2 separate regions of the Zea mays genome follow, and region 2 is linked to region 1. Evidence: chromatin contacts called from public Hi-C data. All regions are on one chromosome and are shown on one strand. The core of a region is the stretch at or near the end of the contact, and the rest is flanking DNA. Distances in the headings are between cores, read along the strand shown.

Region 1 (2,785 bases), core at 48-2,547:
ACTCCTCCTCTTCGTTCGGAGGTGAGTTCAGTTGAGAGCGCTGAGCGGCGGACTCTGCATGATTCGCGAATTTTCTATTCAGGCGTGCTCTGTCTGGGAGAGGTGGCGCTCATGTCCTGGCACCAGGGCGCCTGCTCCCGGCATGCCTTGTCCGATAGCCATCGGCGCCACTCCACTCCAGAGCAGCCTCTCTCGGTCGCGTCGGCGTCGGCGTCGTGTGAGGTGCGGTGCGGTGCCGGGCGCCTGCACTGGAGAGCTGACAGGAACGATGGGGTTTTTTCTTTGGCAGAGTCCGGCGGCAGAAGCGCGGCGCGGGCACGCCGCCGCGATCCCGACGCGGCTGCCGTACCCGTACGTGCGCGCACCGTGGGAACCGGACACGCGCACGCCGCCCGGGTCCGGGGCGCTTCTTCCTCCCAGTCCCAGGGCCAGACCTGCCCGTGCGCTGTTTGGATCGGGCCTGGAGCGTTCGATAAGTTTGGGTCGGAAATTTCCCTCGGTGGATTTGGATGCAGCGAAGAGAGTCTTGGGCATCCTGCACGCAAAGCTACTCGTACACATACATACATAAATCACGCGCAATCAGCGGCCGACCCGCCGTACTTACCGAGTACTGTAGGCCATCCAGCCAGCCAGCCTGCACTGTAGGCCATCCGATCCTCGCACGGTCGATTTCTCGTTGGCGTTGCCCTGGCCCCTACTGTACCGTACGTCGTCGCACCGTCACCTCCTGCCTGGGCAGGCTAACTAATCCACTCCTCAGTCCTCACACAGCTCACCGGGCCAAGCATGATGCATGATTGCTCGTCACGACGTCACCTCGCCAAGCTTGTCCCCCAATCATTTCCCCTTTGTGTTTCCATTCACTTTTTTTTTACTGAACTCTTATGGCCCGCTGTCAGCGAGACAAACCTGCTGCTGCTACTACTACTGGTTGTTGTTGTTGTTGTTATTATTATCTTTGGATCCCCATCCACTATGGCAACTGGTTGACCCGCTCGAACCACAAACTGTACGTTCATGCACGTTCCTGAAGCAACCGTAATCTCGCCGCGATTTTTATAGGCACTCGCTTCCGTTCCACGCATGATAATATATATATATATATATATATATATATATATATATATATATATATATATATATATATATATATATAAAAAAAATTAAATACTAACACAACAACAAAAACCAAGCCTGGTTCAAGGTAACGCATCATCACACCTCTCGACCGCCCCCTTCTCTTTCATCAATCAAGGATCACAGAGCTGCCAAAGCCAGAGGAGCGTTATCAGAGCAGGGAGGAAGAAGAGCGTTGTGTTCGACGCAGGAGAATTTCGAGGGACAGCGACTCGACTCGACTCGAAGCTCTGGAGAGATCTAGCGGGGCTCCGGTGCAGCCGATGCATGGCAACTCGCAAGGGCTGAGCTGCTCGTCACTGGCGTAGGAAAGGTGAGAAAAGGGGCCAATCTTTTGCTTGCCATCTTCAGCGCACCTTTCATTCCATTCCATCTTTGCAGAAGCCGAGCCGAGTAACCCAAGGCGTGCTTGTTTCTTTCCATGCCTTTGCATTTGGAGATGGAAATCACATGCGCCGTCGCAGGGCTGGATAGAATTCGTTTTGGCTCTGCGTCTAAAGAAGGTTCAAAAGAGAAGGGCGTCTGGATCTTTAGCCGTTTCAAAAAAAAAAACTTCCGTCTCGTCCTTTTTCAGCTGCTCTGCATCTTTATCAGCATGCCATGATGTAGCCATGATTTTTAGTATGGAGTCGTCGCCTCACCGATCCCCTCAAAAGCAGCAGAGCTCGTGCAGCAGCACCATAGCCATAGACAACACACAACAGGGGCGTTTCGCCAAGTTTCTCGATCCTCACCCAAGCACAAATGCTTTCAAAAAATACCGCATCTGCTACTACACGGATTATATATCCCTTCCCTGGCCTACCTAGTGCGTCGCCTTCTCCCGTTTCGATGGACTTGTCGTGTCCATTCCAGTTGCAGCAGCTGGTTATAAAGCCATCTCGTGTTCCGTTGTTTGGTGTGCAGTGCCGTCGTCGCCATGGACAGGGACAGCAGCTCGTCGGTCTCGGCGTCGGACGGGAGCTCGGAGGCGGGGGAGCGCGGCGGGTGCTGCTCGTCGCCGCCGTCCACGCGGAGCCTCGTCGACACGGCGGGCAACAACCTCATCAGCCGCACCGCGTCCGACGCGTCCACGTCCCTCTCGGACCGGTGCAGCAGCGTCGACGTCGACCACAGCGGGCCGTTCCAGCCCGCCGCCGCCGTGGCCAAGCTCATCGGCCGGTCGTCCCCGCCGTCCGCCGCCGCGTCGCTCAGACGGCTCAGCATCAAGCCCCGCGCCGACGTGCTCGACCGCCGCTCCACCGAGGACGGTACGTAACGTAACGTAACGAAGCTCACTACTCAATGTTCTCGGTACAGATCGATCACCGTGTTTAAACGTCACCCAACTCGATCGGACCTGGTATGGTATGTGCGCGCAGAGATGGAGCTGGTGAAGGAGCGCTTCTCTAAGCTCCTGCTGGGCGAGGACATGTCCGGCGGCGGCAAGGGCGTCTGCACCGCCGTCGCCATCTCCAACGCCATCACCAACCTCTACGGTACGTAAGCAACCGGACTGACTGGGAAGGTTTGGGATGGGGTGATCTTCATCGGTCGGTGCATGTGCATCTCGTGTAACGTGGCCCCGTTCGATCGGTTTGTCGGCGCAGCGACGGTGTTCGGGAGCTGCCACAAGTTGGAGCCGCTGCCGGCGGGGAAGAAGGCG
Region 2 (3,116 bases), core at 248-2,747, 330 kb before region 1:
GAAAAATATTTACGCCCATTAAAAAACCCGTACCCATGACGGGTTTGGAATTTTGCCCAAACCCGTACCCATCGGGTTCGCGGGTACCCACGGGTTACCCGCGGGTTTTATCTCCAATATGCTTATTCTTTTTATAATCAATAAGTATCGTAATGATTAATGAGATCATGGTCCAAAATTTATGTAATGAACAACGAGTTCATGATTTGTTATAAAAATATTAATAGAGAGAATTAAATACAAATAATAAGTTGTATAATCAAGTTACCTTGCACTAGGTTATACATCCACCACATATATAACACTAGTAATAACTATAATAGCAAGCAAGCAACACTCTCACCAACTACTTATACATTCACTATTTGATAAAAATTAGGAAGTAAATAGGTAGATAACAAGTTTGTTGTTCGTTTATAAAATAAAATGACAATATGCACTAGGTTTGGTCGGGTTTAAAAAACCCACGGGTTCACGGGTTTGGGTACTATAGGAACAAACCCGTACCCATGAACCCGTCGGGTATACATTTATGCCCATTAACAAACCCATGGGTATGAAAATTGACCCAAACCCGTACCCTAATGGGGTAAAAACCCATCGGGTTTCGGGTTTCGGGTACCCATTGCCATCTCTACACATTATGCATCGACCAACATTTTGCTCTGGGTAAAACAAAACGACCCTATTATTTTCCCCCAATAAACACAGTATATACGGTTTCGTGTCCTTAAACGAGATTCAGAGTTCACCAAAACCGCACAGTTAATCCCATAAAACCCCAAACATTTGCACATTTGAATAAATCGGGCTACCAAATAGTCAACCCCTCCTCCTGAAACTCACACCCCTGCATGAAATCCAAGTATCTCATCGATAGACGTCCGCGCATTTGTTGAAGAAATGGGTTTGTTTTTCACTAAGAAAATCTGTCCCCGCCATCCTCAAACCCAACTTTGGCCTATCTCCAGCGCCCGAATCCCCACCCATTGATCTTCAGCATTAGCGTAGCGAAGTAGCAAAAATGGCAGAAGTTCGAAACTGAATGAACTCGGTACCGGCCCCAGAAACGAACCGGCAAATCCCATTACCTCGGTCACGGTGAGAACCAGATCAACGCAGCAGAGCTGTGGAGGAAGTGGATTCCTCGCGCCTCCTCGCTCCCTATCTCCCGCGCGGGCGCAAAACCAAAACGCATTGGTGTGGGGACCTGAGAGAGTTGGGGGCGAGTGGGTGGGTGAGCTTGCTGACCTACTCTACTCTACTCTACTCCCTTGGCGGCTGTCCGGCTGAATGACTGAAGTAGGGAAGCTAGTGGTCTGTGGCCTGAAGTCTGGAGAGTGCTCTGAAATCTCAAATCCGCGTCTTTCGATCCGAGTACAAAATAGCATAAGCTCGAGGGACTGGAGTTCAAGATTTGCCGGAAGTATCGAGTTTAGGTGCTTTGGAACAGCACTTTAGCGCATCTCGAGCTCAAGGTGTCTCCTCTAGTTGCATGCTAATTAAGGACATTAGGTCACGTATAGTCGAGAGACACCAAAACGGTTCTCTAACAACAAGATATAACTAAGATACTCTATTATACAATGAAGTGTTTATAAATGTAGTCTATTAATAAATATATAATTAAATAAGTTTATACAACATCATATTGATAGAACAGACGACGAATTCGTACAGTGTGAAGTGAGGCGTCTGTTGCTACTTGGGTTACGAGCCAGATTCGTCTTTTCGCGGAGAGACGACTCCACGTTTTTTGCGAATACCCCTTTAAACACCTAAGGGCATCTACATTAAACACCATTGTACATGCTCTTAGTCTCCAGCGGTTTTCAAAATTTACTAATGTTGGCATCTTTTTAGGCCAAATACTAACGAACCTAGGACCTTCACGCGACGTGCAGAATCCTGGGGTCAGTTCTACGGGATGCCGGATGGGCCGCGATAGAGCGTCGGACCGTCCATGATACAGAGAGAGCTCTCGGATAAACCTAGATCTCGCCTTTTGTGAGGGACCCCATCGGAGAGAAGAGACCGTAGGGTTGCTTAGGGATCGACAAACCACCTAAAGCACAAAAGAGGTGAAGACTGAGATTAGGAAATTACAACTAGCGCTATGTTACATCTAGACCTAAGACATGAAGATAAAATAATGTAAATAGATTGGTTTATGGATTGTGCGCGTCTCAATCAGTCATACCCCTTCATATTTATAGGGAAGGAGGTTTGTACCTTACTCTAAGCGAAGTACAATAAGATATCGTAAGAAATAGGAAAGATCTCACAACACATCAGGACTCACGCTCAAACTAATCTAATCCTGAACAGTACTGACTAATAAGCCAAACTGTCTGAGAGCCGGACCGTCCAAGCTTACCTGCGGACCGTCCGACATTATCTGCCAAATTTCATTTTCAACATATTCCCTGCCATTTTGGTGGAGGTCACGAACCAAACGCACTTATACTACCAGTTTTCTGCGAATAGAACCCGCCATCCTTATACTTTATGCGCAGGCCCCTGAGTTATTACAAATAGACCCTATCCTTTTAAATAATTACAAATTATGGTTTAATTTTTTATTTCAAACTTTCAAACTTGTTTATTTCATATCTTTTACATATGAACTCCAAATTTAGTGATTCAAATTGTAAAATGTTCATAGGATTATTCTCTGTTTAAATAAATTAGTTACATTTACATTATGTACATTCTAATTTTATGGTTAACTATGAACTAGTATATGTATAGATTTGTTTATTTAAAAAAATAAAAAGGGGAAAACCCTAGAGATTAAAAGCATGTTTAATCTTGTGAGATTAATAATGTATATTACATGAATTCATCTCTGGTCTAACTTTTAGGTCACAATAAAATAAATTGAACTAGGTTATGTAAATATGGACAACACTTAAAGAATAATCTATTTCTAAATGAAATTAGTTCATGCTATACTTTGATCTAATTATTCTTTATTTAGTATTGTGCCTTTTAAGATGTATTATAATGTTTGTACATGTTTGGTGTGCTGTTCATTTGTGCTTTCCAAATGTATTGAATGCATGCTCGCTTTATTTAGACAACGAGCAGTCCGAGGTTCATGAGTGTGTTGCTGG

What was found. A called contact is a pair of places that touch in the nucleus more often than the background predicts.
Region 2: a Hi-C map of tassel shows a contact between it and region 1, with 5 times the contacts expected there. The contact joins the promoter of LOC118476023 here to the promoter of LOC100191669 in region 1. A contact is called at or near these places in 6 of 25 Hi-C or Micro-C datasets (bundle sheath, ear, endosperm and 2 more).

Annotation. Positions count from the first base shown.
Region 1 is chr1:89,148,260-89,151,044 of Zm-B73-REFERENCE-NAM-5.0, reverse strand. LOC100191669 (pollen-specific kinase partner protein) reads left to right here and starts at 1,297. Exons shown (of 8, transcript NM_001137098.1): 1 at 1,297-1,453; 2 at 2,047-2,390; 3 at 2,502-2,618; 4 at 2,730-2,785. The coding sequence starts at 2,060.
Region 2 is chr1:89,479,093-89,482,208 of Zm-B73-REFERENCE-NAM-5.0, reverse strand. LOC118476023 reads right to left here and starts at 1,497. Exons shown (of 3, transcript XM_035964048.1): 1 at 1,092-1,497.